Regions from separate parts of the Mus musculus genome. Here all the other regions are linked to region 6. Evidence: chromatin contacts called from public Hi-C, HiChIP or PLAC-seq and promoter capture Hi-C data. All regions are on one chromosome and are shown on one strand. Each heading gives the region's core, a stretch centred on a gene start, on an enhancer-like site or on the middle of the called end of the contact. The rest is flanking DNA. Distances are from core to core; before and after follow the strand shown. Region 1 has its middle 92 kb from the start of Gm25798. Region 2 has its middle 17 kb from the start of Gm25798. Region 3 has its middle 41 kb from the start of Gm25798. Region 4 has its middle 140 kb from the start of Gm25798. Region 5 overlaps Gm30395 (a long non-coding RNA gene). Region 6 holds the start of Tcerg1l (transcription elongation regulator 1-like). Region 7 has its middle 8.5 kb from the start of Gm30808.

What was found. Promoter capture Hi-C pulls out the DNA fragments that hold promoters and counts their contacts. A called contact is a pair of places that touch in the nucleus more often than the background predicts. HiChIP or PLAC-seq counts read pairs in DNA pulled down with a chosen protein or histone mark.
Region 1: a Hi-C map of cortical neurons shows a contact between it and region 6, with 2.1 times the contacts expected there. The contact joins the enhancer-like site here to the promoter of Tcerg1l in region 6. A contact is called at or near these places in 8 of 39 promoter capture datasets (the HPC-7 cell line, embryonic stem cells, frontonasal cranial neural crest and 5 more), 2 of 484 Hi-C or Micro-C datasets (both in cortical neurons) and 1 of 115 datasets of contacts at active chromatin or transcription factors (embryonic forebrain).
Region 2: a contact with region 6 is called in an H3K4me3 HiChIP or PLAC-seq map of neural tube, with 6 times the contacts expected there. The contact joins the enhancer-like site here to the promoter of Tcerg1l in region 6. A contact is called at or near these places in 7 of 39 promoter capture datasets (cranial neural crest, embryonic stem cells, frontonasal cranial neural crest and 4 more), 6 of 484 Hi-C or Micro-C datasets (cerebellar granule neurons, cerebellum, gonadal supporting cells and 3 more), 8 of 115 datasets of contacts at active chromatin or transcription factors (astrocytes, embryonic forebrain, embryonic stem cells and 3 more) and 1 of 9 other capture datasets (embryonic stem cells).
Region 3: an H3K4me3 HiChIP or PLAC-seq map of neural tube shows a contact between it and region 6, with 5 times the contacts expected there. The contact joins the enhancer-like site here to the promoter of Tcerg1l in region 6. A contact is called at or near these places in 11 of 39 promoter capture datasets (3T3-L1-derived adipocytes, the HPC-7 cell line, cranial neural crest and 8 more), 1 of 484 Hi-C or Micro-C datasets (cerebellar granule neurons), 5 of 115 datasets of contacts at active chromatin or transcription factors (embryonic stem cells, forebrain, neural tube and 1 more) and 1 of 9 other capture datasets (embryonic stem cells).
Region 4: a Hi-C map of cerebral cortex shows a contact between it and region 6, with 2.4 times the contacts expected there. The contact joins the enhancer-like site here to the promoter of Tcerg1l in region 6. A contact is called at or near these places in 9 of 39 promoter capture datasets (3T3-L1-derived adipocytes, cranial neural crest, embryonic stem cells and 6 more), 2 of 484 Hi-C or Micro-C datasets (cerebral cortex and cortical neurons), 5 of 115 datasets of contacts at active chromatin or transcription factors (embryonic stem cells, forebrain, neural tube and 1 more) and 1 of 9 other capture datasets (embryonic stem cells).
Region 5: a Hi-C map of cerebellar granule neurons shows a contact between it and region 6, with 2.3 times the contacts expected there. The contact joins the enhancer-like site here to the promoter of Tcerg1l in region 6. A contact is called at or near these places in 10 of 39 promoter capture datasets (the HPC-7 cell line, cranial neural crest, embryonic stem cells and 6 more), 3 of 484 Hi-C or Micro-C datasets (cerebellar granule neurons and cerebellum) and 2 of 115 datasets of contacts at active chromatin or transcription factors (embryonic midbrain and stem cell-derived neural progenitor cells).
Region 7: a contact with region 6 is called in a promoter capture Hi-C map of hippocampal neurons, with 2.8 times the contacts expected there. The contact joins the enhancer-like site here to the promoter of Tcerg1l in region 6. A contact is called at or near these places in 5 of 39 promoter capture datasets (embryonic stem cells, frontonasal cranial neural crest, hippocampal neurons and 2 more), 2 of 484 Hi-C or Micro-C datasets (cerebellar granule neurons and cortical neurons), 12 of 115 datasets of contacts at active chromatin or transcription factors (VIP interneurons, astrocytes, embryonic forebrain and 5 more) and 1 of 9 other capture datasets (embryonic stem cells).

What each region holds. Positions count from the first base shown.
Region 1 is chr7:138,007,322-138,011,056 of GRCm38.p6, forward strand. No RefSeq gene overlaps it. Among named protein-coding and RNA genes, the nearest start is that of Gm25798, 92 kb to the right of the region's middle. Within about 2 kb of position 1,455, at least 8 of the 459 cell types and tissues checked have an H3K27ac peak or open chromatin away from gene starts, as enhancers often do. A contact at or near this core is called in cortical neurons, where this site is marked.
Region 2 is chr7:138,082,283-138,086,118 of GRCm38.p6, forward strand. No RefSeq gene overlaps it. Among named protein-coding and RNA genes, the nearest start is that of Gm25798, 17 kb to the right of the region's middle. Within about 2 kb of position 1,894, at least 44 of the 459 cell types and tissues checked have an H3K27ac peak or open chromatin away from gene starts, as enhancers often do. A contact at or near this core is called in neural tube, where this site is marked.
Region 3 is chr7:138,058,690-138,062,421 of GRCm38.p6, forward strand. It overlaps the pseudogene Gm5650. Among named protein-coding and RNA genes, the nearest start is that of Gm25798, 41 kb to the right of the region's middle. Within about 2 kb of position 2,427, at least 2 of the 459 cell types and tissues checked have an H3K27ac peak or open chromatin away from gene starts, as enhancers often do. A contact at or near this core is called in neural tube, where this site is marked.
Region 4 is chr7:137,960,998-137,964,686 of GRCm38.p6, forward strand. No RefSeq gene overlaps it. Among named protein-coding and RNA genes, the nearest start is that of Gm25798, 140 kb to the right of the region's middle. Within about 2 kb of position 2,339, at least 17 of the 459 cell types and tissues checked have an H3K27ac peak or open chromatin away from gene starts, as enhancers often do. A contact at or near this core is called in cerebral cortex and cortical neurons, where this site is marked.
Region 5 is chr7:138,105,984-138,109,812 of GRCm38.p6, forward strand. The region is part of intron 3 of Gm30395 (a long non-coding RNA gene); the gene reads right to left. Among named protein-coding and RNA genes, the nearest start is that of Gm25798, 6.4 kb to the left of the region's middle. Within about 2 kb of position 1,993, at least 2 of the 459 cell types and tissues checked have an H3K27ac peak or open chromatin away from gene starts, as enhancers often do. A contact at or near this core is called in cerebellar granule neurons and cerebellum, where this site is marked.
Region 6 is chr7:138,395,483-138,399,063 of GRCm38.p6, forward strand. Tcerg1l (transcription elongation regulator 1-like) reads right to left here and starts at 2,248. Exons shown (of 12, transcript NM_183289.3): 1 at 1,839-2,248. The coding sequence starts at 2,171.
Region 7 is chr7:138,707,531-138,711,443 of GRCm38.p6, forward strand. No RefSeq gene overlaps it. Among named protein-coding and RNA genes, the nearest start is that of Gm30808, 8.5 kb to the left of the region's middle. Within about 2 kb of position 2,256, at least 10 of the 459 cell types and tissues checked have an H3K27ac peak or open chromatin away from gene starts, as enhancers often do. A contact at or near this core is called in cortical neurons and hippocampal neurons, where this site is marked.

The DNA.
Region 1 (3,735 bases), core at 205-2,704, 390 kb before region 6:
CAGATCAGGAGAAAAGAGAATGAATAACACTTGCAAGTTAGCTGAGAAGACTATGTTTCTTATCCTCTTCCTTTAGGAAAAAAAAATGCATATTTAGTTAGGGCTTATCTTTTCTGTTGCCATGGGACTAACCAAAATGGGAGGACAGAGAAATGGGACAACAGACATGTGCCTGCTATAGGTGACAGGCAGCTCTGGGAACAGCCCACTGCCAAAGCCCCTGAATCCCTCAATCTCCTGTCTGCCCTGGGGTTCCTACCATTACCTAGCTCTCAGACTTCCCCTCTGATTTTAATATAGACCCTGCTCTTCACTCCCCTTTCGAGGTCGATCCATTCTGCTTCTGGCCCAAGTCTCTCTCCTTTTGCCTCAAGGTCATTCATCCACAGGTAGTTGACGTGACTTGTGAGATTCTCAGGGCAATTTCTTCAGGGCTTCTTGGAAGGAGCCGATGCCCACTATGTCCACTGGTAATACAGATGCCCATATCCTCAGATGCTCCAGGCATAGCATGTGCCTCAAAACCATCAGGTGTCCTTCCAACTGTCTCCAAATGATTCACTGTGTAGGGACTGTGCAAACTGCTATTGTACCAGATTGTTCAGAGAATAAGAAGAAAGTGTGTGTGTGTGTGTGTGTGTGTGTGTGTGTGTGTGTGTTTCTTGGAAAGGCAGCAGACTCCCCACCCCCACCCCGCATGAAGGAGCCAGCCTGAAGCATGCAGAGGGCTCAAGGAGCCCGGATCCTTGCATGCTGGAGAAGCATGGTTCTGTGTGTGACCAGTCTTAATGCACGAAATTGTCACGTTCTCTAGTGGGCAAGTGGTGGCCCTGAGAGTAGTCGCAGCACTATACTCCCAAACATGAATGTGACCTGATTTTCAAAGGGATCTTTGGTGATGAAATTAGGTAAAGTTGCTCATAACAAGAAGAGAGAGAGCCACACAGGAAGAGCCACCAGAGGCCTGAAACAGATACTGGAGTGGTGGTCCAGCTAAGGAGCCAACAGGAACTGGACAAGGCTTGGATCAGCAGGCACTCCTGGGAATGTCTATCAAGCACTCTGCCTACTCACTTCATACTTCTGTCTCCAGCGCCACAAGAGAGGATGTTTATGATGTCACCTACCCTGTGTGTGGCTACAGTGACCCAGGAGAGACAAACAGAGGTTTTAGGCAGTAGTCCTGGGATGACATTTTCCAACCTGTACTGGTATATCCGTTGCACTAAAAGACCTGTGTCCAGGCTCTGTGTCCACCCCATGCCACAGAGAACACTTCTCAGCTCCGTGGCCAGCATATCCACACAGTCCCCGAGAACCAGAGTCCTCCATGGGATAAGAATTCCCGCTGGGAAGCAAGGTTTAAATTCCCAGCTTGGAGGAGCTCCATGCCTTTGTTCTAGCTTTGCATTATCCCAGCCCAATTACCTATGCAAATCAGTTTGCATCTCTTTGGCATGTTTTCTTTCCTGTAAAAAAATGTGTAAATCTCCCTATGTGGGAGGCTGGAGGCAGAGCCATGCCAGAAGAATGCAAGTGACTTGCTTGAAATTCACCTTCTGAGTCCTAGAATCCACACAGAGCAGAGTGACTCCCAACAGAGGGTCTTGGAAGAAAAGTGAAGCATCCCTGTCAATCTGCAGCTTGTCAGTAAATGGTGCAAAGCTATTTCTGAGATGAAGGATGGCAGTAACTCAGAGTGCTGACACCCATAAATACTGCTGAAATTGCTTTTCTCAATCATGTACTTCCAAATAGGCATGAAGAGACTCAATTTCAACACAGGTCAGCTTTGAGCAGATGAGGAATATTGCCCTCCTATGTCCTGCCTCTGGGCACAACAGGACACCCTCCTACCACACATGAGGTACAAGAAGGAACTCAGTCACCACTGACTTCCACCTCCTAACACCATGTAAGGACTGAAAGCCTTTCTGGTTCCTCAACAGAGATTAGCAAGACCTTCTCTTCTTGTTCCTGATAGCTGTCACTTGATTTGTAAAATTTGGGGACCGGGAGACAATTTTTGCTTTTCTATTGTATTTGGGTCTTTTCCAGATCTGTTCTATTGCTTGCCTAAGTACCTGAGACTTGCAGGCAAGAGGTGGGCACTCCTTTAACAATGTTGTCATCTCAAAGGCAACACCCATTCATTTCATTCAATAGATGTTTACAGAGTACATGAAAGTCCTATCCATTCATCCATCTGTCCATCTTCTATCCATCCATCCATCCATCCACCCATCCATCCACTCATCATTCCATTCATCTACTTACCCATCCAACATCCATCCCTTCATTCATCTGCCCACCTATTTATCTATCATTCATCCATCTATTCACACATTTCTCAATCATATATTCACCTTCTGGCTACCCATCCATCTACCCTTCATCAACCATACATCCACACATACACTCATTTATTCATCAATCACTCAACAGCCCACCATTAATCCAACTACTCATACACTATCCATCCGTCATTCATCCACTCATCCATCCACTCACCCATTCATCATCCATATATCCATTTATTCACCCATCATCCATCCATCTGTTCATACATACATCCACCCACCATTCATCCATTCATGTACCCATCATTTATCACATTTGCTCATTCATTCAACAAATGGTTATTATTATCAACACTGTATTTTACACAGTGCTCCTTCAAGACCTTTGAATAACTTTCTGACAATGCTTCTACCTCCTCTTTGTCTACTTGGAATCTCCTCCACAAGACTCTAAGTCCCCAGTTTCTCTATGGCACTCCTCACATCTCAATACCAAAATGGGAGTCACAGGCTATAAGGTACAGCATAAGAACAAGACAGAGATGTGCAAACAGATCTGGAGCTGCAGGCAGGCAGATACTGAGTCCCCCTTTTTTTGCAACAAGTCAAGGGTTTCTGTGACTTACAAAAGTGAAGGATGGTTCTCAATCTTGAGTCAATTGTGTCCTGTGCTGGAGATAACTTGGGGTCACGCAGGACAGATCATCTGAGTGATTCTACCCATTCCACTGTCTCCATGGTCCATACTTGGATTTGACTCCAAAGTTAAAAAAATCAGCCTTGACTTTTAACTATGAAAAAAGATAAAGAGACCCAGTAAGTAGAAGCAGAGATGAGGAAGGAGCCCTCACAACAGCTTCACAAACATATAAGAAGCTAGCAGAGGAAGAGGGAGGGGGCAACAGGGGGGTGTGAAAGGGGGAGGGAGCTAGGAGTCTGGTGGGGAAGATGGAGCCTGTATTGAGTGTGCACCAGAGGCAGGAAGCTCATCACGTAGGACTCAGAAAGGCGAATCAGATATGGTGACAACGAAATGTTTCTCTAAGTAAGCTTCTCCACTGATGGACCAGCCAAAATGCCAGTGTGTGCTGGGACCCCATGCCTCACCTCCCAGTCTTCATCAGTTCCTAAGAGGCAACATTGGTAACCATTCACCCAGTGCGGAGGAGCTTCCTGGGTGAGGTGATTCTGCCAGTCCTACCCTGTGCTTAGACTTGAGCCTCATGTTCATGCCAGCTTTCTGATTATTCCTACCTTGGCCACCTCCTCACAATTACTACCACCTCCACTATGCCCACCTTCTCCAGCATCTTCATCTTCTCTAGCTTCTCCCATTTCAACACCTCTGCCCAACGCTGGCGTCTGAACCAAGTGGCCTGACCAGAACAGAAACCTCCAGCCAGAGGAGATTCCACTTCACCACTGGAATCAAGTC
Region 2 (3,836 bases), core at 644-3,143, 310 kb before region 6:
GAGACAAAATCTTTTATTGGCCTAGAACTCACCAATGAGAACAGCAAATATGAAGGATCAACTCATTTCTGCCTTCCAAGCCTCGGGGTGACAAGTATGTACCATAATACCTGGCTTTGTTGCACATGTGTTGGGGGTTTAACTCAAGCTCCCATGCTTGAGTGACAAGCAGTTTACCATGGAGCCCTCTCCCTGGAGAGAAGAGCTGAATTTAAGGCAAAGGTTTTCCCTTGAAATTTCACACGAAATGCTGGCTACCAATATACATATTTTATGTAAACTTTTTCTGAACTATTCAACCATTTCACTTTCTAAGAAGCTGTGACATTTCTTGTCCCCCCAGGGAGAATGAATCTTTTCATGAAGAAGAAGAAAATACCCCTTAGTTTGTGGATCTTCCCTTTATGTTGCTTTTCAGGTTCAGGTGGTGGGATATGTTTCTTATCATCTAATTTGGCCAGCGACAATACACACTATCTTCTTTTAACCTAAAATGTGATGAGAGGTTACTCTAGAGTCAAGGAGAAGTTACTCTAAGGTGCATATGTCCAACTACTTGGCAGTTATTTCCCATTAGTGTCAGGGAGGCTCCTGGTACAGAGGCATGCCAACAGTAAAAAAAAAAAAAAAAAAGAAGTCTGTCCTTGGTCTACAGAGTACTCCCATCATTTGAGTCTGTGAGATTTCAACACTACACACATATAGAAACCTGCATGTAGGAAGGAAGACAAGAATAGTCAGAAAGGTTTTCTTTTAAAAAAAATGTTTCTTGCACATTAGCAGAGTGAAGTGCTAAGGACTTCGGCCATTCGGATAGCCTGGGACACAGCAATAATCATACCCTGTGACATCAGAGGCCACAGTACTCACCAATACTCTAGGACCGATAAAGCATCAGGCATGAAATCTCGATAAAAGATCCCAGAAAAATAACCAAACTTGATTTTAGAGGGCTTCTGGCATAAGCACACTCTACGAGTTTCCAGTAATTCCAGTCTCAGCTCTTTCAGATTGTGCGTACACAGTCTCCAACAAGTCACTGAGTAACTGAGCCTCAGCCCACTCTCCTCACACATTCTGCCTTCTGCTTGAAGTCAGTTTACCTGCCATATTTTATATGGTCATCTCTCATAGAAGGAAGGAAGTTTCCTTCATCCATTTACCTGCTGACAGGCCTTGACTTTGTTCCTACACTTCCAACAGGCTCTGGCTGGTTTGGTTAGTCTTGGGCAGAGATAGGTGTCAGAAGTTCTGAAGTAAAAGTCTGTCCTGGTTCCCAGCAGATCCTGCACCTTCAGTTCTCTGCTTTTGAGCACATTCATAACAATATGATCTTTCCCAAAACCTGGAGGACATGGAGATAGCTGCAGTGTGCCTTATGTTTGACTTATGTTGGTAGAAAGCATCAAAATCTTCATGGAAAATGCAGTCATGCAACTTAAAGGTTCCTGGCCCAGGGTCGCCTGCAGTATCACCCTGCTTCTCAGGCATGGTACCTCTGGCCGTCCCAATCCCAAACTGTAGAAAAGTCACAGGATCCTTTTAATTCCAGTCAGTTTTCATGAAGATTCTCCATTTCTCGCCTAGATCCAAATCCCTTTCTTCCTTTTCCCTCTGTTTATTATCAGACAGAACTCATACTGGGATTGTGTTTATAGTTTCAAGACTCTTACTCCTCTGTGTAAAGTCTGTTCTGTGCGCTCCCTGGAAGCTGCATTTGACTGAGGAGCAGCAGTCAGTGCTAGCACCTCAGCTCACAGCCTGGCCAGAGTTCAGCACAGTAGACAGTTCAGCACCACAGACAGTTCACTGTTGCCCAAAGGCCAGCCTTTAGGAGCACGGAAGGCACCATGGACAGTAGGATTTGGGCTTGTTTTGCGCTCAGAATCGCCTATCTGCAGTTCTGTTAGCATGGCTGAAGTTCAGGACCACAGACAGCTCCACTCAGTTTCCTGACTTGGACTGGGGCTCAGCACAAGGAACAGCTCCCCCTGGCTGCAGGCCGTAGGGGCAGCTCTTCTCAGAACTGGAATTGATGCTTGTCAGGTTGTTGTTTTCCAGAAAGGCTGATGTCTGATTTCCTGGCAGACTCAACACTTGTGAAAAAAGGTGTCCTTGCCTGTGAGATGGGGAACTTACTCCATTTCCAGGAATCAGAAGTACACAGCCAGGTTCACCGTATTAAGAGAGGAGGCACTGAGTAAAGATCAGCACTCTGCCCCTCCATCTGACAGGAAGTAAAAAATGTCCCACTCCTCTGTAATATACAGATAGAAGGACACACACAGAGCAGAGCTGGGTATCCAGGTCCCAGAAGGGCTCGGTCTACCTCACTCCGATTCTGTTGCCTCAATATTCTTCTGAGAAGTAGGCTGTAGGCATGAGGCACATACAACCTATCTAATGTGTCTAAGTGAGAGGAATATACTCCCATCTGCCTCAGTGTGTGCCAGCAATGCTCCAATAGGCTTCAGTGGACATATTCAAGGAACTCAGATGTCCTCAGCTTTGCAAAAAATATCACTACACTGGAGAGAGTCTGGGAAAAATGCTAAGTCCAGGTAGAAATATCCTACCATGTTCCCACAGCTCAGCTGAAGTAGGAATTATTCTAATCCAGCCAATAACATTTTAGAATATGAGGCTCACTGCCTTGTATCTATATCTATGGAAAACTACAGAAGTCATGGATTAACAATGTCTGAGAAAGTAATGAATACAGTAGTCATGCCTTCTGACACCCAGCTATGAACTTGATTTGGAAACAATACTGGGAGAACATCCAGAAAGTTCAAGGTAGCTCTTCAGTCAGTATGGTTGCCCAACACAGGAGGTACTACGTGGTTGTTTGGGTGGTGTTCCAACCAGTTCCCTTCTCATCACTGAGGCGATGGCACGGCAGTATCAGGGCCACCACTATCACCTTCACTGGGTTCTGTTTTCAAGAGAAGTTTGATTTGGTCATCACTGCAGCCTTGCCAGGGTTTGAAAGCTGTAAGTCAGCTTTCCATCTCTGACAAAACACCCATGAAAAACAACTGAAAAGATAAATGACTTCCTTTGGCCTGTAGTATCAGAAGTTACAGTCCAGTGTTAGCTGGGGCCTCATTCCTAGGTGTATGACAAAGAACAATATGGAGGAGAACAGGAATTCAACTTACGGGAACTATGAAAAAGAAAAGGAGAAAGAGAGTGACAGTGGACCAGACAGATCCTTAAAGACAGATATCTCAAGTGATGTGGTAATCGGAATGAGAATGGCTCCCAGAGGCTCATACTGGTCTCCAGTTGGTGGAACTATTTGGGAAGAACTAGGAGATGTGGCATTGTTGGAGGAGATGTGTCACTGGGGGCAGGCTTTGAGAGTTCAATGTCTCACACTGTTCCCTGTTAGAATTCTCTGCCTCCTGCTTGTGGATAAAAATGTGAACTATCAGTTGCTTTTCAAGGAACCTATCGCCATGTTTTTGCTCCATCATCATCGACTCTAACATTCTGTAATTATAAACTTGGTTAAACTCCTTCTTTTCTAAGATGTTTTGGTCATGATGTCTTATCACAGCATTAGAAAATATGTTTAAACAAGTGACCTATTTTCTTTATGCAGGTCTTATCTCCTAATAGACTACCCAGCTATGAAGCCATCAGTGGAGTAACTCACTGTTAAGGTCCGTACATTCATAATCAAATCTGCTTTAGAGACAAAGCCTTTATCAAATGAGCATTTGTGTGTGTGTGGGGGGGGGCATTCCCTATAAAAACCATAACAAAGCCCAGAACTGAGGAGATCTGAGGCAAGAGGGCCTGAGGGCTGAGGCAGAATAGATACAGACAAG
Region 3 (3,732 bases), core at 1,177-3,676, 340 kb before region 6:
CACACACACACAAACACACACACACACACACACACACACGCACACGCGCACACGCACACGCACACGCACACACACACACACACACACACACACCAAGAGAGAGACAGAGACAGAGACAGACAGAAACAGACACACAGACAGAGACAGAGAGACACAAAGAAACAGATAGAGACAGACAATTCTCTTTGGATCTCCTAGTGGCAGCTTGTTTGGAATGCCTGTAGGCCAGCACCCAAGGCACAGGAAAGCCAAGTGGTCTCAGGACTGCAATAAATGTACCCAAGGCACCATAGACTCACACATATTGCTGAAGGCGTCGAAGGCCAAAAGTCTCTAGAAAGTGAACTACATTTAGTACCCTCACCTGTGGAATGGAGGGAAAGATTATCTTGCTGACACAGTTGGCAACATGCTGTGGAAGTCAGAGTACAGATGAGGTTGACTTAAAGTAGCCCTAAACCAATTTCAGCTATGTCATGATAACTTGTGTGAAGACCAGAGGAGAGACTAAAGGCAATAAACAGCATTGTGGCTCCATATAAACCTAGTTTCTACTTATGAGGATCCTGGCCCAAGATTATTACTTCCCATCCCTGATGCTGATTAAGTAAAGCATTCTTAGCATTTCAGGGTCTTCTCAAAAGCTGCTTTGTAGCTGAGGGATGGCTGTATTTACAGAAAGTGACATTTTTGTTGCATGGTTCTTAAACCATGGATGTCTGACGGCACTAGAGCCAAGTAAACATTTGCATGCTTTGGTTTCTGCAGAGAGAACCTGGACCAAATTAAAAACTTTAGCTCTCACTCACAAAGATGCTCTTTCCTCACTGTACGGACTTCTTTTGCCAAGAGAAGATGAAGTGGAACATCCTTCCCGTCCTCCTTCCTTACATGGAGAGCCAGAAGTCAAGATATAAAGGCTTTATGTCATTGTAGGTATTGGGAGGAATTTCTGCACCCTTGTATATCCATATAAGATGGACAGCCCTCCTTGAAGTCATAGGAGAATGTGTTTGGCCTTTTGCTCACTGCAAGAAAAGTTGACACTCTGTCTGCTGAGTCAGGCAGATGGATGATACTAGCAGGATGATGTTGTCCAAGGTTTTAGGAACAGATTCTTTATTCCCACTCATTTAAACACTAAAAATGCTGGAAAATCAAGGTGCACACAAGCACAAGCACATGCAAATGTGTGGGAGCATGACTCCCAGCGTGGGCAGTTAGCCCGAAGATGATGTCCCCATCTGCTCAGAAGGCTAGGTTTTTTATTTTTATTTTTTTATGTTTGAGAATGAGATGAGTTTCCTTTCTTCCTAGGTGTTGGCTGTTTGGGTTTTTGTAAGAAGTTAGATATCTAGGCAAAGCAAGGGATGCTGATTTAGGCAGGTCACAGCCGCACTTTCCTGGGAGGTTTAAAATTGCTGCTGAGGAAAGCCCATCAAGTCTCTGTCTCAAGAAGTAGAGTGGAGTAGAGAAGGGGAGGGAGAGGGAGAGATAGAGGGAGGGAGAGTGAGGAGGAGAGGGAAGAAAAAGATAAGGGAAGAGGGGGAGGGGGAGGGGGAGAGAGGGAGGGAAGAAAAAGATAAGGGAAGAGGGGGAGGGGGAGGGAGGGAGGGAGGGGAGAAAGGAAGCAAGCAAGGAAGTATGCCATCTTGAGTGTATCTAGAACCTCTTTTCTGTCTGTCTGCAAGGAAGAAAAAAAAAGGAGCCTGATTGTACAGGGCTTATCAAATATGCAGATGATGCGGGAACACTGCTCAGCACCTCGTCAGAGACTGATAAGATTCTAGGGGTGAAGAGACAGGATTGTGAGATGGGGCGTGGCAGGTACCTGTTCCTCTCTCAGACTGAGCAGGGGAGTCTCTTTCCCCTTGTCTATCATGCCAGAACTACTGAAGGGGCCACCATCCTGACCCCCAATCCTGATCTTTATCTGTTGAGGCTGACAGCCCCTATTCTGGACTCCATATTGCATCTCTATAGCTAGGTGATCTTGAGTTCACACCTAGAGAAGATGATTTTTCTCCCCAGCAACACCAGAGGCCAATGGTGGCAGGTCTCTTCTGAGTCTCTAGTGATGACTGGCACCTAAAATATAAATAAATAAAAATAAATAAAACAGGGAGAGAACAGAGCACTAAAATCTCTTGTCTGCAATCCCCAAATCAAAAGAACCAGTACTTCCATTTTTCTTCATTATGGCTCAAAATTCATTTGGCAGCAAACATACCTCCATCTCATGTGGAGCTGTTCAAAAGCTTCATTCATCTTTCTTAGGCTGGCTCTTTCCCGGCAGCAATATGAACATGTGTGATTGTGGGTGGCTTTCTGGGCCCCAGTGAGTATTCACAACACAAGGAGCAGGTACTCTAGAGTTCCTAGACTCAACTGCTCCTCCCAATGTGTCCGCTGCACATCAGGCAAAGCCTCCACAGAGTGCTGGCATGGTCCTCTTTGTTCTTACACAGCTGCATGTAAGCAACACAGTTGCCTTGTGTTTCCCAGTAAGACAATTTTTTAAAAGTTAGCCCAAGACAAAGATTGCACAACACACAGCAAGGGAGAATAGAAAATGCAACTGACTTTAAAGGAATCAAGGTCTTTGGGAGATTGATGTGCTCCGGGATGAAGCGAGAACGCCGCTGCAGACCTCTGGCTTGACCCTTGAACGTCAGGCCAGGAGCCTCTCTGCCCCCTTGAGGGGGAAGCTCAGGCTCTGCTGGCAAGGACTGAAGCGTGGATAATTAATTGCAGCTATTGGAGGAGCAAAAGGATCAGGCAGCGGAGAAACAGCAAGAGGGAGGGTGATTGATACTAGGCTTTCAGTAGTTTAACATCAAGAACCAATTTGCTAGGAAAAAAAATTATTGGATTATGTAGAACCAGCCTACAGCTCAACTCTCAGTGAGGAGCCTTTATTCTGTATAAACATAAACCAAAGTTTCTGCGTGCTCTCAAAATTACTTGTTTGACTTACAGCTTTCAACATGATGCAAGATCTCATTCATATATATATATATATATATATATATGTGTGTGTGTGTGTGTGTGTGTGTGTGTGTGTGTGTGTGTGTGTGTGTGTAATTTGAAAGGCACCAAAACCCTCCAGCTCAACAGCAGGATGGATCCTGCTGGATGGAGTCGGCTGGAGTCTTCCACTAGCCCCTTTGGATGAAGACGTAGAACTCTCAGCTCTGTCTGTGCCATGTCTGCCTGGATACTGCCATGCTCCCACCTTGATGATAATGGACTGAACCTCTGAATCTAGACAGCCACATCTTCTCATGCAGTACCAGCCTTGTCTCATAGACATGATGGTGAAGGTTGTTATAAACAGATTTGGCTGTATTGGGCTGCCGTCTGCTCTCCACTTGACAAAGTGGAGATTATTGCCATCAACGACCCCTTCATTGACCTCATGGTCTACGTGTTCCAGTCTGACTCCACCCATGGCAAATTCAATGGCATAGTCAAGGCTGAGAATGGGAAGCTTATCATCAACAGGAAGCCCATCACCATCTTCCAGGATTGAGATCTCACTAACATCAAATGTGGTGATGTTGGTGCTGAGTATGTCGTGGAGTCTACTGGTGCCTTCACCACCATGGAGAAGGCTGGGGCCTACTTTCAGGGTGGGGGCAAAAGAGTCATCTCCACCCCTTCTGCCAATGCCCCCATGTTTGTGATGGGTGTGAACCATGAGAAATATGACAACTTGTTCAAGATTGTCAG
Region 4 (3,689 bases), core at 1,089-3,588, 430 kb before region 6:
CCTGACCCCAGGCCTCCCCAGCATTCCTTTACTTCTACATATCTGTCACATGTACACTGAGTGATGCTCCAGTGGGCTATGCATGTCGTGATGGTGGCAGATGCTATTTTCTGTGATCTGGCAGCCTCAACCTTGCTGGCCATCTGAGCTTTGTTTGTTGAATGAATGGATGCTTATGTGGTGGAGCCCACACTCATGGATTTCCTCTCTGCATATGGGCTAGCCTGCTCTGAATCTCTGAGAAGCTTCCAGAAGTCTTATGATTCCCACCTAAGATGTTTACCGCTCTATATTCCTATGATACACAGCCCCCTGTAATTCCTTGCTTGAATAAGCTATGTCAGCCTGTGTCACCTGCCTCATGCTCTCATGATTCCTGGCCTGCAGTATGGATCCTGAGAATTTAGGCCCAGCTGTTTTTTCCCCTTTGAGAGTCCCATAACTTGACGACTTTTATACATGGCCCTGTTAAGAAATGCCTCCAGGGGCTCGAGAGATAGCTTAGTGGTTAAGAACACTGCTCTTCCAGACGCCCTGAGTTCAATTCCCAGAAACCACATGGTGGCTCACAACCATCTGTAATGGGATCAGATGCCCTCTTCTGGGGTGTCTGAAGACAGCTACAGTGTACTCCTGTACCTAAAACAAAGAAATCTAAAAGAGAAAAGAAATGCTTTCAGATGGGGTTTCTCTAACAAAGACAGAAAACAGGTCCCAGTCAGGCTAGCATAGAGCCTGGCACATCACACGGATGGCAGCAGACACTTCCCCAAACTCCATAATGTCTTCAAAGACCTCCCAGCCTCACTCCCCCAACATACAAAATCACAACATTGCTGATGCTGAAGTGTGGAGATTAGTTGTGGCTGTGGGCTTTCTGTGTCAGGTACGTATAAGTGGCTGCCCTTTTCCCAGTGGGATTCAGGGTGTGAGATTTTTTAAAAAGGGCATCAGAAATGACTTTACAAGGATGGGGTCTTCATGCTGCTCGCTGCTGCTCTGAGTCCTGGGTGGAATACTAAACCCTTGCTTGAGATGCAAGAGTGGATGATGGTGGTCACCATGAAAAGAACAAGCACAGGCAAGGTAGGTAACCAGAGCAGGCACGGCCCTGGGATCCCCCTTTTCTCACTTGGAGTCTTTGTCACCTTTCCCTTTGGGTGAACATAACTGGGGCCAAAAGAATCTCTATTTGTCCTTCCTCCTCCTCCTAGTTACTTTTGTGTCCTGTAACCAGAGGCCTCCCAGGAAACTCTTAAGGGAGGATAAGTTGGTACCCACAGGCAAGCAATTTCAGTTGACTGAGCCGGAGACAGAGAGTGGCGTGGCTCATCTGGGACTGCAGGAAGATGAAGTAACTGTTCACATCATGCTGGACCACGCAGCAGAGAGACCAGAAGGGAAGCAGGGATGGGCACAACATGCAAAGCCTGTCCCCGGTGGCCTACTTCTGCCAATGAGGTCCCCCCATCCTTTAAAGGCTCCACAAGCCTTCAAAAGAACATCCAGGGCTAGAGATAGAGAACTTAAAACATGAACCCACGAGACAGTTCGGTTTCAAATCATAGGACTGTAACATAGTAGCTAATGCTGTGTCATATATAAACAAAACAAAAATGATTCTCACAGTAGAGACTAGGGAGGCTATGATCAAAGCGTCAGCCTGTGCTATGCTGAGGGCCTTCCTGCCATATCACAACCCAAGAGCGACGGTTGATTCTGAGGAAGGTTCAGGCAAGCTCCATCCTTGAAAGCCATTGACTCCATCATGGGAGCCCCACCCACATGACTCATCTTATTCTGAAGTCTAACCCACTAATGGCTCCAACATATGAATTTGAAGACTAAGGTTCCAACCCACAGACAGTGGAAGCACTTCCGAGGCAGTCGATGGTATCAGGGTGCACACATGCTGAGCAGGGAGAAGGAGAGATGAGTAATTCTGGGTTGATGGACAAATCAGTTGCTCTAAATTCAGTTTTTTGTGTGTGTTGATTTGTTCTATTTTTATTCATGTATTTGGTTAAAGTATAATCTCATTTTGTAACCCAGGCTAGCCAGGAACACTCCATGTAGGCCAGGCTAGCCTTGAGCTCCTTCCTGTCGTAGCTTCCCCAGTGCAGATCTGAGCCACCATGCTTAGCTTGTTCCCCCGCTTTAGAAGATCAAAGATCTCACTATTGTTTTCTGAGCAGCTGTGAGCCATGTTCTGGGGATCCTTCTAGAATAAATCCCACTGCTTCTGTTTGTGGTGCTATTTCAGAACCTCCACTCTGGAGCACGGTTTCCCTCCACAATAGCCAGGGCTCAGCTCAGTCTCGTGACACCCACATATGTACTGATGGTGCTTCAACTCTGTGAAGTCACTCAGCCATCTTCTGTGATGAGCACAGTAGCTCACACAGAGCTGGGTGGGTTTCTGGCTCAAGCTCCAACCTTTTTTTTTTTCCTATCATAGCACTGAGCAATTGTAAGCTGATTGCAGAGTGCTCAGGCCATTAACATCAAACTCTAGCTATCAATAGAAAAAGACTTGCCTGTCAGTGTTCCCTCTGCCTGGAGCTAGAGATGGCGAGAAAGGGAAAGAGCATGGAGGAGGGGACTTCAAGCCTGTGTCCTTAGCTGCTGCCAAGGCAGCTCCAGGCCTCTCATGAATTCAAAACCTCTCCTTGGCCAGTAAATCTGGGTTTCTGTGTTCTGAGTTGATTTTCCCAGCAGGAGTAGAAGACATAAATAGCCCAATGTGTTCGTGCTCCACAGGGAACTTCACCTAAGAACTGGGGCACTCCAGGAAGCTACCCACCTCCTAATGTGAAAAGCCTGCCCCCTTCCCTAGTGAGGAGGAAGACCACTGAAGCATGCCCAGGCTCTGGGACAACATCAGCAGATTAGTATTCACTATAAACCTCCTGGACACACCAGGCTGGGCGGAGTAGATCAGTGCTTCCAGTCTTGCATCTCCAGTAAGAAAAACATAAATGTGCAAGGCACTGAGCCATTTCTACTGACATCCAGACTCCTGCAGCTGTCACTGAGAGCTTCCCAAGGCTTCCTGCTCATGCAGAGAGATGCCAGCTCTTTCTCTCTTCTTACTGGCTCAATGTCTAAAGAGAAGATAGTTGCCTGATGTGGGTCCCAGTAAGAAGTCTCATGCTCCAGGCGATGTAGCTTGACCTCTATATGCAAGTAGGGTCACCAGTTCTGTGTCTCCAAGCACCAGCTGTAGGAACCAGAATGTACCCACACCAGTATGCCCCGGGGAAAGCTCTGGGCCTGAGTGACTCTGGTAACTTCTTATCCCTGTCTTCTTCAGACCCTGGTTCAGGAAGGACTCTGCAAACCACTAAGCCCCTGGGCCTGGTATTCTCATGCATTCTTTCCTTATTGTGGTGCCTTTGACTCTGGCTACTAATTGGTCCCTCAGTGACCCCTTGGCATTTGGAACATGCTTCCAAGTAAGGTATTGGTTCTGAAGATCTGTCCAGGTTGGGCTAGTATGACCTAAAAGGTTAGGTGTTTCACAGAGCCTAAGAAGGTTCCCTCTGCCTCAGAATCTGATCCCAACCCCAAAACCCATCTTCAGGGTGGAGAGAAAGGGGAAGTGTGGAGTGACTATTCAGGGAGCCCACTGTTGAAGACTTCTTTGCACAAGGGCAGAGGTAGGAGTGTGCCATGTTGTAACCTCTCCA
Region 5 (3,829 bases), core at 743-3,242, 290 kb before region 6:
GGACTTCAGGTTCCATTTGAAGTCTTCAGAGAGATGCACAGTTCAAGTTAGGATAGTTATAGCAATTAGCAAACTTCTTCCCAACAATAGACTTAAGTGGAAATAGTCTTAATGCTTTAATTAAAAGATGCAAACTAGTTGATTGAACTTAAAAAAACCAGTTTCCTACTGTCAGAGGTACAGACTGTGAGTAAAAGTATGGAGGCCAATTTTCCAAACAGTCCTAAAACAAGTCCTAAAACATAGCTATTCTGATAACTGGTCAGGAGAATTCAACCTAACATTAGTCAGGAGGGATAAAGAAGGCCACTATATATTAATAAAAGGAATAACCCATCAAGATGGTGGAACAGTTGACTACATGTATGTCCTAAGCTTTGGAGCTTCTGACTTCAAACATGAGTAACACACACACACACAAATGGACATGAAGGACCAGATGGGCCCTGATACAGTAATAGTGGGTAACTTCAATTTTCCACTTCACTAAGAGGTCAGTTGTCAAGACTAAAAGATCAGTGAAGAAACTTCAGAGTTAATTTGCATCATAGATCAAATGAACTTACAGATATTGACAGGGTATTACATGCTATGCCTTTAGGATACACATTCTTCCCAGCAGCCCATAGAACCTTCTTTTAAAATTTTAGGTTATAAGACAAATTTTAACAAGTAAGCAAATAATGTAAATAATTTATTGTGCCTCATATGGCTATCATGGAGTAAAACTAATTGAAATAATAACAAGAGAACTCATCAGCCCCTTCAGAATACAATAGATGCATGCTGGACACTCCATGGTAATGATAACTTATATAAGAGACTCAGAGAAATCTCAAATAAATAGCTTTACTAAGGGTCAGCCCTCATACAAAACAAGCATCATGCCAAACCCGGTGGAGCTGAGAGGATCAAACAGTAACTACCTGGATGGCAAATAGTGTTACAGAGATTACAAATGCAGAGTATGAAGAATCAATGGGACAGAGTTGGTTCTTAAAGGAGAGAGAGAAGACTCAAATTAATAAAATTAGAGATGAAAAAGAATGCAGCAAATCCCGATGAAATCCACATTATGACTGGGTCATGTTTTTAGGAGCTATTTTGTAAACTTGAACTGTAAAATCCTGTAAATTTCAGAAGAAATGGATCCATTCCTAGATATGAGCGACTCATATTAAATCAAGAGGATTTGAACAACACACATGGATCAGAAACAGGAAACAAGAGTGGATCATTAACAAATAGTCTCCCAACAAAGAAAAGCCTGGAACCAGATTCACTGCCAAACTCTGCCAGACCTTTAAAGAAGAGCTAACAGCTAAGTTCCTGGAAATTCTGCCCAGGAGTCCGGGCCCACATCAACAGTGGTCTTTCCTCCATGCTCCTCTGTTCCCATTAGGATGGCCAAGCACACTGCTGTTTGAAGTCACCATTCTGCCTATCACAGCCTGAGCTCTGTATCAGATTCATCACTGCACTAGAATTCAGGACAGCAGAAGGCCTTCCTGTTTGCTTCAGGACTGTGAGAAGCCACCTCTGGGTGTTTCCCTGCAAGCCCTGAGTGGGGATGCCTCATTGTCAATTTGAAACAGTGCATGCAAAACCTGAGAAATAAATCACGTGCCTTCTACCAGAAAGGTGAGGCCAGATGGTGGCATGAGGGGGGCGCTTGGTAGGGACCTGGCCATGTGCTGCTGGAAGGATCTGCTCCTGGCTGCTTCCCAGACTTGTCCTTCCAGTCCCTTCCAAGCCTTTCTGCCTTTCTGCTTCTGCATTTCCATCTCTCACACTCCTGTCCCAGGGGCATGTTTGTCACCAAAGAAAGGTCTGATGCTTCCATCTGCCTCTCTTGTCAGACCTTCCAAATTTGCCTTCAGTTGCTTTATGCTGATTTAAAATTTTTATTGATTCCTCGATTCTCTTCCTTGAGTTGTGGCTCCACCCACCATTCTCAAGGCTCCTGTCACACACATTCAGATTCGCAATGGCCTTCCTGCCTTAGCTATCCTTGGGCTGCGATTGCAGACATTGGCCACTACATTTGGCTGAAAGGATGCTGCCTTAGGAGAGGCCAGTAAGTGAGCCAAAAGACAGTGTACTCTGGAGATCGAGGCAGGAGGATTACTGTGAACTGAAGACCAGTGTAGACTAGGTGCCAACCTGATTTAGAGGGTAACGTCCTGCCTCTAATGAATTAATTAAAAACAGCAGCAGCAACAGTGAAAAGCAGCAGCTGCTGCATCCAATGCTTGCCCTCAGTACAGAGCAGAGGCTCAACATGAGGGAACATCCCAAGCCTGAGTCCAGGAGAGAACAGTTGATTTTATCACCCCAGCTTGGGCCATCCATGGGTGGGAGGACAGTAATATGATGTGGGCAGGAACAGAGGAAGCGGGTCCCTCACATCCAGGCGCTGATAAAAACAGAAGACAGAGCCCATGTCTGGGTGGGATGCCTGCGAAGATAGACTTCTCAGGTTTGAAGAGGTGATCTTTATTTATTTTTATTTTTTAGAATTAATTGTTTTTATTAGGTATTTTCCTCATTTACATTTCCAATGCTATCCAAAAAGTCCCCAATACACCCCCCCCCACTCCCCTACCCACCCACTCCCACTTTTTGGCCCTGGCGTTCCCCTGTACTGGGGCATATAAAGTTTGCAAGTCCAATGGGCCTCTCTTTCCAGTGATGGCCGACTAGGCCATCTTTTGATACATATGCAGCTAGAGTCAAGAGCTCCGGGGTACTGGTTGGTTCATATTGTTGTTCTACCTATAGGGTTGCAGTTCCCTTTAGTTCCTTGGGTACTTTCTCTAGCTCCTCCATTGGGGGCCCTGTGATCCATCCAATAGCTGACTGTGAGCATCCACTTCTGTATTTGCTAGGCCCCGGCATAGCCTCACAAGAGACAGCTATATCTGGGTCCTTTCAGCAAAATCTTGCTAGTGTATGCAATGGTGTCAGCGTTTGGAAGCTGATTATGGGATGGATCCCTGGATATGGCAGTCTCTAGGTGGTCCATCCTTTGGTCACAGCTCCAAACTTTGTCTCTGTAACTCCTTCCATGGATGTTTTGTTCCCAATTCTAAGAAGGGGCAAAGTGTCCACACTTTGGTCTTCGTTCTCTTAAGTTTCATGCATTTAACAAATTGTATCTTACATCTTGGGTATCCTAAGTTTCTGGGCTAATATCCACTTCTCAGTGAGTACATACTGTGTGAGTTGGAATTTCTCTGCTGACGCGTTGTCTTGGTCTCAGTGTTTGAACAGATGCTTTTCAATCAAAAGTGCTTTAATGAACGTCCTTCAGCGCAGGCATGTTTCTGAGAAACACCAGAACTGGTTACACCGTTGTATTTATGCAAAGGGCTTTACTTACAGGAAAACAGGAGACACAAGATGAAGTACTCCACGACCAGGAAGGACGGACTTTGTTCACACCGTGAGCAGCAGAGCTCTTGTTTTTACATCATCCTCTTCAAAAATAACTTCATCTTACTTTATGTGTAAGGAGAAGGAATAGACATTACCCAGCCCCGAAACACATTTGTGTTCTTGGTAAATCGTAAAGAATGGTGACTCTCACTTGTACCTCACGAAACAAGGAATATGAAGAATTTGTCTCTATACTCACATGGAGAACAACCAGGGACGAGGACCTGAGTTTCAGCCTCTGGCATTGGCCTCACCAAGTCCTGTTTTTGCAGGAAGGAAGTGAAATCTGCCTGTGTCTTATATTCACATCTCTCTCCTCCTCCTCCCTCAAACTCTCAGCCTTTTCCTCTTTCTATGTTGTCGCTCTGATGGGTACTGAACAAGGATGCCC
Region 6 (3,581 bases), core at 998-3,497:
GAGGCAAGCCCTAAGGTCAGAAATCCTGGAGAGGGATTGGTGAGGAAAAAGCAGATGATGAGAGAGGAGAGAAAACAAAAGAGGGTGGGGAAGGAACCAGAAAGGTTTCAATGCATTCAGGACCTGTCAAAGGACTAACTTAAAAAAGAAAGGAAGGAAGGAAGGAAGGAAGGAAGGGAGGGAGGGAGGGAGGGAGGGAGGGAGGGAAGGAGGGAGGGAGGGAGGGAGAAGGGGAATGAAAAAAGAAAATGAAAAGATAAGGAGTTTCTGCCTTGGGCTGATGGGAAACCATGATGGGAGGGGCAAAGGCTGACTTTGGGGCCTTTTCTTTTGAATTCTCAGCCTCCAGTCATGGAGAGCACAGAGCTGTATCTCTGGCATCTCCTTCAGTGTGCTACTTTGCATCATTTCATTTGTCATTTTGAAACTATTTTAAGGAGTTAAGATTGTAACTTTTTGAAGGTTCGTTAAAACAGATTCTAGAGAAAAGAAAATTGGTGGAAGATCTCAGTGCAGAAAATAATACAGCCAGCACAGGAAGGGCACACAACCAAGTATGGGTCACCCACTAAACCACCCCAGTAATGCTGAGGTGGGGGAACACTCAGTGGCTACTGTTTCAAAGTCACATTTTTTGTTTGTTTGTTTGTTATATGTAAAAATAGCTTTCTGATTCTCCCTATCCTTATTTGGATAGTGAATAGCAGCAATATTCAAAAGACTAATGCTAAGATTTTTTTTCTGAAATTTTTTTTAAAAAAATTATTTATACAGGGTGTTTTTGGGGGATTTCTTGACATTATGTACCTCTAGTGGTAACACTCTGAAATGGCAACCCTCCTAAACATGGCAAAAGCTAGCAGAGCTTATCCAATAAAGCTGACTACTATGTGTATCACACATCAAGATAGGATGCCCAGTACAGCATGTATCTGCATCGTTAAGTCTAAGGAATAGCTTACGGGGAGTTTCATGACGTCTTGTAAAAAAAAGTCACAAGGTGGTACCGGGCTAAAATAATGAAAAGGTATATTGTGACAAAATGCTCATTTGAATGTGCTAATGGTATCCGTTTCGGCGTGAAATGCAAGCTATTCCTGCATTCAAACTCACTCGCACAGATAGTGAACGAGGAATTTGGCCGAAGCCAGGAGAAAGGTTGCACCACGACACCATCAATCAAAGGTGCAGTCACTTTTCTTTGCTGTTCCAGTCTCTGCATGCCAAACTCTTCTAAAGTAGGATCTGGCTTGAGGGAATTCAGAGGGCAGGAGAGGAATTCCCCACACAAGACGCTTTCATGGCAGGATTTCCAGGCTGCCTTCCGTGGCTGGAATTCTCTTAAGCACTGCCCTGAATCTATGTGAAGGAGTAGGGGGACCAGATCAGAATCAGAAATAGCTATTGATCTGCAGCTTGCTTTCAAGTCTGGTGGAGACTGTAAAAGTATTAACTTCGAGGCGATGGCAGCCACGGTTGTTGGCTGCAGCGCTCTGCTTGGAGGCAGCGACTTCAGGACCGCGTTCTGGACAGCGCCCGGCGCCGGGGAAAGTTGGGTCCAGGCTGTTTGGCTTCAGCCAGGGATGCGGGATCTAGGGCGGTCTAATGAGAGCCAGGGGAAAATATTGGGGAAAAAAAAAAAGACTGCCAAAGCAAAACCGGACGTCGAAGCATGAACTTTCTTGCCAATGTATGAATGCGCGGCTGCGTCCTGATGGTATGGAGAACCCAGGACAACCCAGGAACGGAGAAGAGCCAACCCGAGGGTCAGGGCAGCCCCAGGATAGGAAGGGACCCGCAATACCGAGCCTGGGTGGGATCAGGGCTGGAGCCGTTACCTGTCCGTGGAGCAGGGGATAATGGTGCACGGCGGCGTGGTCTGGCGCAGAGGACAGCGGCAGCAGGGGCAGCAGGGGCTCTCCCGGGGCTGGCCAGCCCGGCAGCCGCGGGAGCAACGGGGCGGAGGCAGGCTGCGCCGAGGCCAACAGCACCGGCGGGGGCGCGACCCCGGCGCCAAGCCGGAGCAGCCCGGCGGTGCCGGGGACCATCCAAACCCAGGGCGGTGGCGGTGGGTCTGCATTCATCGGCCACGGGAGAGGCTGCCGCCACCGGGGCTGCTGGGGCTGCTGTAGCTGCCGCCGCCGCCGCTGGAGCCTGGCGCCCGCCAGCATCCTACACCCCCGCGCGGGCGGCGGCGGGGGCGGCGGGCGCCCGAGGTGCGGGCCGGCGGCGGCGCGGGCTTCGGAGCGAACTCACTTGGTTGCGCGACGCGGCCGCTCGCTCCGCCCCTGGCCCGCTCTGGAGCCCCTCCTCCTGCCCGCGCCAGCCCCGGGCCTGGCGGGGCCCCAGTCCCCGCCCACAGATCCGGACCCCCGAGGCGGGGACACAGCGCGGCACGATGGGGTGCTCCCAACCCAGCCGGCTGATTTTTTTTCTACTGTGATCCCTAGCCCACTCCGTTGTCGCTACTGGTGGCCAATTGCTCTAGCTGACGGTGCGCACGGAGGGTCCAGGGGCTCCAGACCCCGCTTGCGATCCTAATGGCAAGCTGAAGCCGAGGTGGCTGCGCTGGAACCGGGCAGGTCCCGCCACTCGCGGAGCTGGCGGCCCCGGCGTGATCTACCTGATTTAAAGTGAGTCTAGGGCCCAGGGCCCAGAGGGAATACTAGACTGCAGACGTTGACGCCAGCTGAGTCCCGGACCCTTCTAGGCATGGGTCGATTTCTCTCTTGGATAAATATGCAAAATATTTTCCCAAGTCTCTAGAGGTTCACTGTGCCAGGAAACCCGAATTTTTAGTACTGGGTCTAAAGTCCTTTCTGGCTATCTGCTGGCTTCAGCGCCCTCCTTTGCCTCTGCTTTAACCCACAGACTCCCAACCTCTACCCTCTCTCTGATGCAAGGCACAACACAAGTGACTTCTTCTAGAGGGCTTGGCCTCGGTGAACTTGTTTTTAATCCCTCCGGGCACAGGACTGAGTTCCTTCATGCCTCGCCATAAGCTGCTGTGCCGCAAGAAGTGTCTGGGTCAAAGAATCTCTTGCTCCACTCGTTCCACGCGGAGCTTCCTTTCTCTAAGCCGGCGGAGCCAGGCTTCGCTCTGATCACAAGCAGTTTCCGCCAGGCGGCGCTGGTCCCAGCCCCTGTGCTGACCTAGCTTGCGCAGAACACTGGGTAGACTGGTCCAATGCCAGGTCTTCTCCATCAGATCCTCTGACATCAACTGGTAACGGCTTCCAGCCCCAGTCCAGTCCTAGACAGTTTGTGCCGGCGGCAGGGCACAGACTGTCACGTGCTAAAGAACCTGAAACCCTAGGCATCCAACTTCTGGTACCAAGCAGGAGCTTGCCAATGAAGCCTGCCTGACGGCGGGAAAGTGCAGTCCGCACAGCTACATCCAAAGACACACCTAGGTCAGGCACATACTCACCACCCTTCACCCCGTTCGCAGCCCCTCCTGGTAGAAATAGAAGCACCCACTTGGCTCCAATCAGTTTCTAGGTAGGGTTGCTTCCTCGTTTTCCTGGTTTGCCTACCTTTCTAACTTCCTCCTGACCTGTCACAATTTCTTTTTGTCTCAA
Region 7 (3,913 bases), core at 1,006-3,505, 310 kb after region 6:
AGGCCTTTGCCAAAGGCACAGGGTTAAAGCTTGTTGACCTTAGAGTCTAGACTTTAAGACGCATTTCAATATCCCCTCCCTTAGACCTTGATTCTGGGATGAAAGGCCCCTCAGGCAAAACTCAGTACCTCCTGCAACATATGGGAGTATACCACCTTGAACCAACCAGATTTCCTCTACCATGATATAAAATAACAACAGTCCCTAGGTGACCTGGGACCACCACAAAATACCCACAGAATCTCAGAGACGAAAAATCAATGGTTGTTTTTAAATATTAAGCCTGAGGGTTCGAACAACCAGCTAGCAGTAGTGACCTAGGTTTGACCTTGGAGTCTATGAGGCCCAGTGTCAACCTCAGCCTTGAAAGCATAAGTAGACACAGGACCCAGGAATGACCATGGTGGCAGAAGCACGGGTGACCAGCACCCATGCACAGGATCACAGTAATTCCATCTCGGAGAAAGAATACATCTTTGAGAAGTCACGGGATTCTCTCCCCAGTTTCTAGGGAAACTGTGAGCCTGTGTGGAGCTCGACAGTACCAAATGAAAATGTTAGAAGAGACTGGCCTCAGCCTGTGGGGATACCCCATTCAAACATAACCGCTTACAGGTTTCCCCAAGGAAAGGTGAGAGGAACCTTCTCACCTGTAAAATCCTCTGGCTTGGGAATTAAAGCCTACTAAACTCTTGGCTCTAGACATTGTCAACCTGTCAGCTAGGCAAAGAAACAAAGCAGCACGCCTGAACTTGCAAGGTCTCTCACTACAGAGACTGCAGTGCCCACTACTGCCCGGTGACTGTGAGCATCTGCTCTATGAACTGAGGCTGGAGCTCAGCATTGGCGCTCAGAGCAAAACCACGGACATCAGTAAACAGAGAGATTACCTGAGCCTTCAGGGAGAGGACTGAGTCACTCTGGGAAAGCGAATCACCCTTGGGTACAGGGGATAAAAAAATGAGCTAGACTTGGAGGATAAAGCAGGAACTTAGGGCTCAGTAAGAGCAGGCATGCCTACACAGGTGTGCTTGGAGGAGCAAGGCATGGCCGGATTCTTTCCTTGGAAAGAGTGTATATGAGTCCGTGATTGGGGGGTTGGGGGGAGTCATGGCAGAGAATACCTGAGAAGCCATGGTTGGCAGGAAAGAAATCAGAAGCCTTTGATGTGGAAGCAGATGAAAGGGAGGAGGGAGGGTTGTGTGAGATGGAGTGTAAGGCGGACAAAACACCTGGTCTGTGAGCTTCAGCAGCCAGATGGGTGCTTGCCACATGTGGGCTCTTGCCGTGCCCCCAAAGCCCACCTGTGGACCTTGAGCTTACTGGAAGAGGGTTTTCTGAAACCTTGGCTGCCAGGAGTTTGTGAACAAGTGGCACAGCAGAACACTGAGAACACACAATCAAATGCCTCTGTTGCAAGGTCCAAAAAATATGCAAACGTGAGGTAGGAGGCGTTTTTAGGTTTTGATTTCCAAAGCATTTGGCAAGCAGCTCATAATTTTACACAGCTGCTGTAATAACATAGTTAGCTGACTTGTACTAGACGCTGGTAGGAAATATTTCAGAAATGGTGTTCTCCTCCAATTTCCAAGCACGACATATGCCTGGCATGGAACCACCCAGTGACATACCCAGCGATTAGAGAGTGACAACCCTCCCATTATCACAGGAGTTACAGTCCACATGATTGGACTATCTTGAGCCAAATAGTACTGGGAAATATGTATAGAATTTGTCCTTTAAGACAAGGAGTACAAATATACCCTTAAGATCATTTGCCACTGTCCATATGGGTCAGAATCATGTCTAATATTAGTAGATGATAAATGAGCTGGCAAATTGAAAGTTATTGCTAGAAAAAAAATCCCTGATGCAAAGTGGGTAATGTCAAAGTCAACAGTGCCTTCCACATCCGTGCTGCCAACTCTAGAAATAAAATAATTACACTCTTCCTAAATCGTGAGGTTCAGGAAAGGCAAATGAGTGCTTCTCACAGCCGTTCTGCACCCACCCTCTAGTAAGCCAGGCTGAGCGGGGCTGGGGTCCGGGCATCTGCTTCCCGGTAGCAGTTGTGGAGCTATGCATGACACATGGTGACAGGCCAGGCTTGAAAAGAATCTGTCTTTACTTCATAGCTGGCGGTTGCTTTGGAAACTCTGTGTCTTTGTTTGTTGTCAGGGATGTGTTCATAAGCACACGCATCCCTATCCAGGTAATCTGCCCAGCCCAAAGTAGAGCCAATTTCCCCAGCTCACTGCTACAGGCTCAAAATGTAATGATGTGCATCACACCATAGACACTCAGAAAGAGGGGAGGAGGAGTGTACACACACCACCCACATCATACACACACACCTCATACACACATCACGCACACACACCAGCTAGTGCTCAGGCAGCCATCTTGCCAGCAGTAGCTTCACTGTCAAACTAAACTTGTGAGGGGGAACTGGGAATTATACAAAGCAAACTTTCCTCAGTGAGAGAGGTGAACTGGGCAAGTGAATAAAGCAGAGATTTCCCCCTAGAACTCAGGGTGTTCTGTTGGGAAACATCAGGAATAGTGGAGGGTAAGGGGGTAGATAGACAGCACAGGGGTCACAGGGGGTTCGGAAGTGGGGCACTGAACATATCTCCTACACTCCAAGAGACCACCTGAGCCACTCACAAAAGAGACAAAACACGTGGCCCAAAGACACCCCAGTGAGCACAGCCATACACAGTCCTAGAAGGAGGCCTCTGAATAAAAAAGTCAGCAGCAGGATATAGGAACCCCATGCCCCATCCTGTCCCTGGCTTCAGGGGCCACCTCCCTCAGAGAGACTTGGTTCTCCCAAGGACTCAGAACTCCACAGTCTACAGGTGCTGCAATGCCTAGCCTGTTCCTGAGATTCCAGTGATGTGGCAGTGCCCCGTGGCTGAGGACAGTGTGACCTGCACTCTCTACACCCCATGAATCCACACATCAACCTCATCGGTAGGTAGGTAGGTAGGTAGGTAGGTAGGTAGGTAGGTAGGTACGTAGTTAGGTAAGTAGGTAGGTATACGATAATCCCTGCATAGAGGATAAGGAAATCAAGGCATGGAGCACCATGGAGACTGAGACTGTACACCCCGAGCTCCTGGACGCTACACTTTCATATCACTGTTTATCATCAAAGGAAGTCAGGATAGGAACTCAAACAGGGCAGGAACCTGGAGGCAGGAGCCGATGCAAAGACCATGGCGGGGAGTGGGTGAGTGCTGCTTATTCTCCTGTTTCTGCTGTTTGCTCAACCTTCTTTCCCATAGAACTCAGGACTACCAGCCCAGGGATGGGGCCAGCCAGTATGGACTGTTCCCTCCTCCAACAATCACTAACTAAGAAAATGCCTTACAGCCAGCTGTGTCTTATGGATGCATCTTCTCAGCTTAGTCTCCCTACTTTCAGACAACTGTATGTTTATCTGTCAAGTTCATGTGTCAAGTTGACATGAGACTCGCCAGCACACGTGCCAAGGCTAGAAGCTCTGCCTCACTCCACCTTACAGCAAGCTTGAGCTGTTTCATGTCTCCCTTTGATGCCAGAATCCACTTTGATTTCCCTTTTGTATAAGCATCAGATGTAGATCAAGGTTTACCTTTTACCTGTGGACGTCCACTTGCTCCAGGCCCGCTTGTAGAGGAGGAACCTTCCTCTGCTGAACAGTATTCATGCATGCATCAAACATCAGGACAGATTCCTGCCGGTCCTCTGTGGGTCCTCAATTCTGTTCCACTGACCTGTATGTCTACTCCTTCCCTAAGCACCGTGTCTGGATACCGCAGCAACAGAAAGTCACGGCACTATAAGCGGTGATTCCTCCCACCTTAACCTTTTTCAAAACTATTCTAGCGACTCTCCAGCCTGAGCTTTTCCACAAAAAATTTTAGGA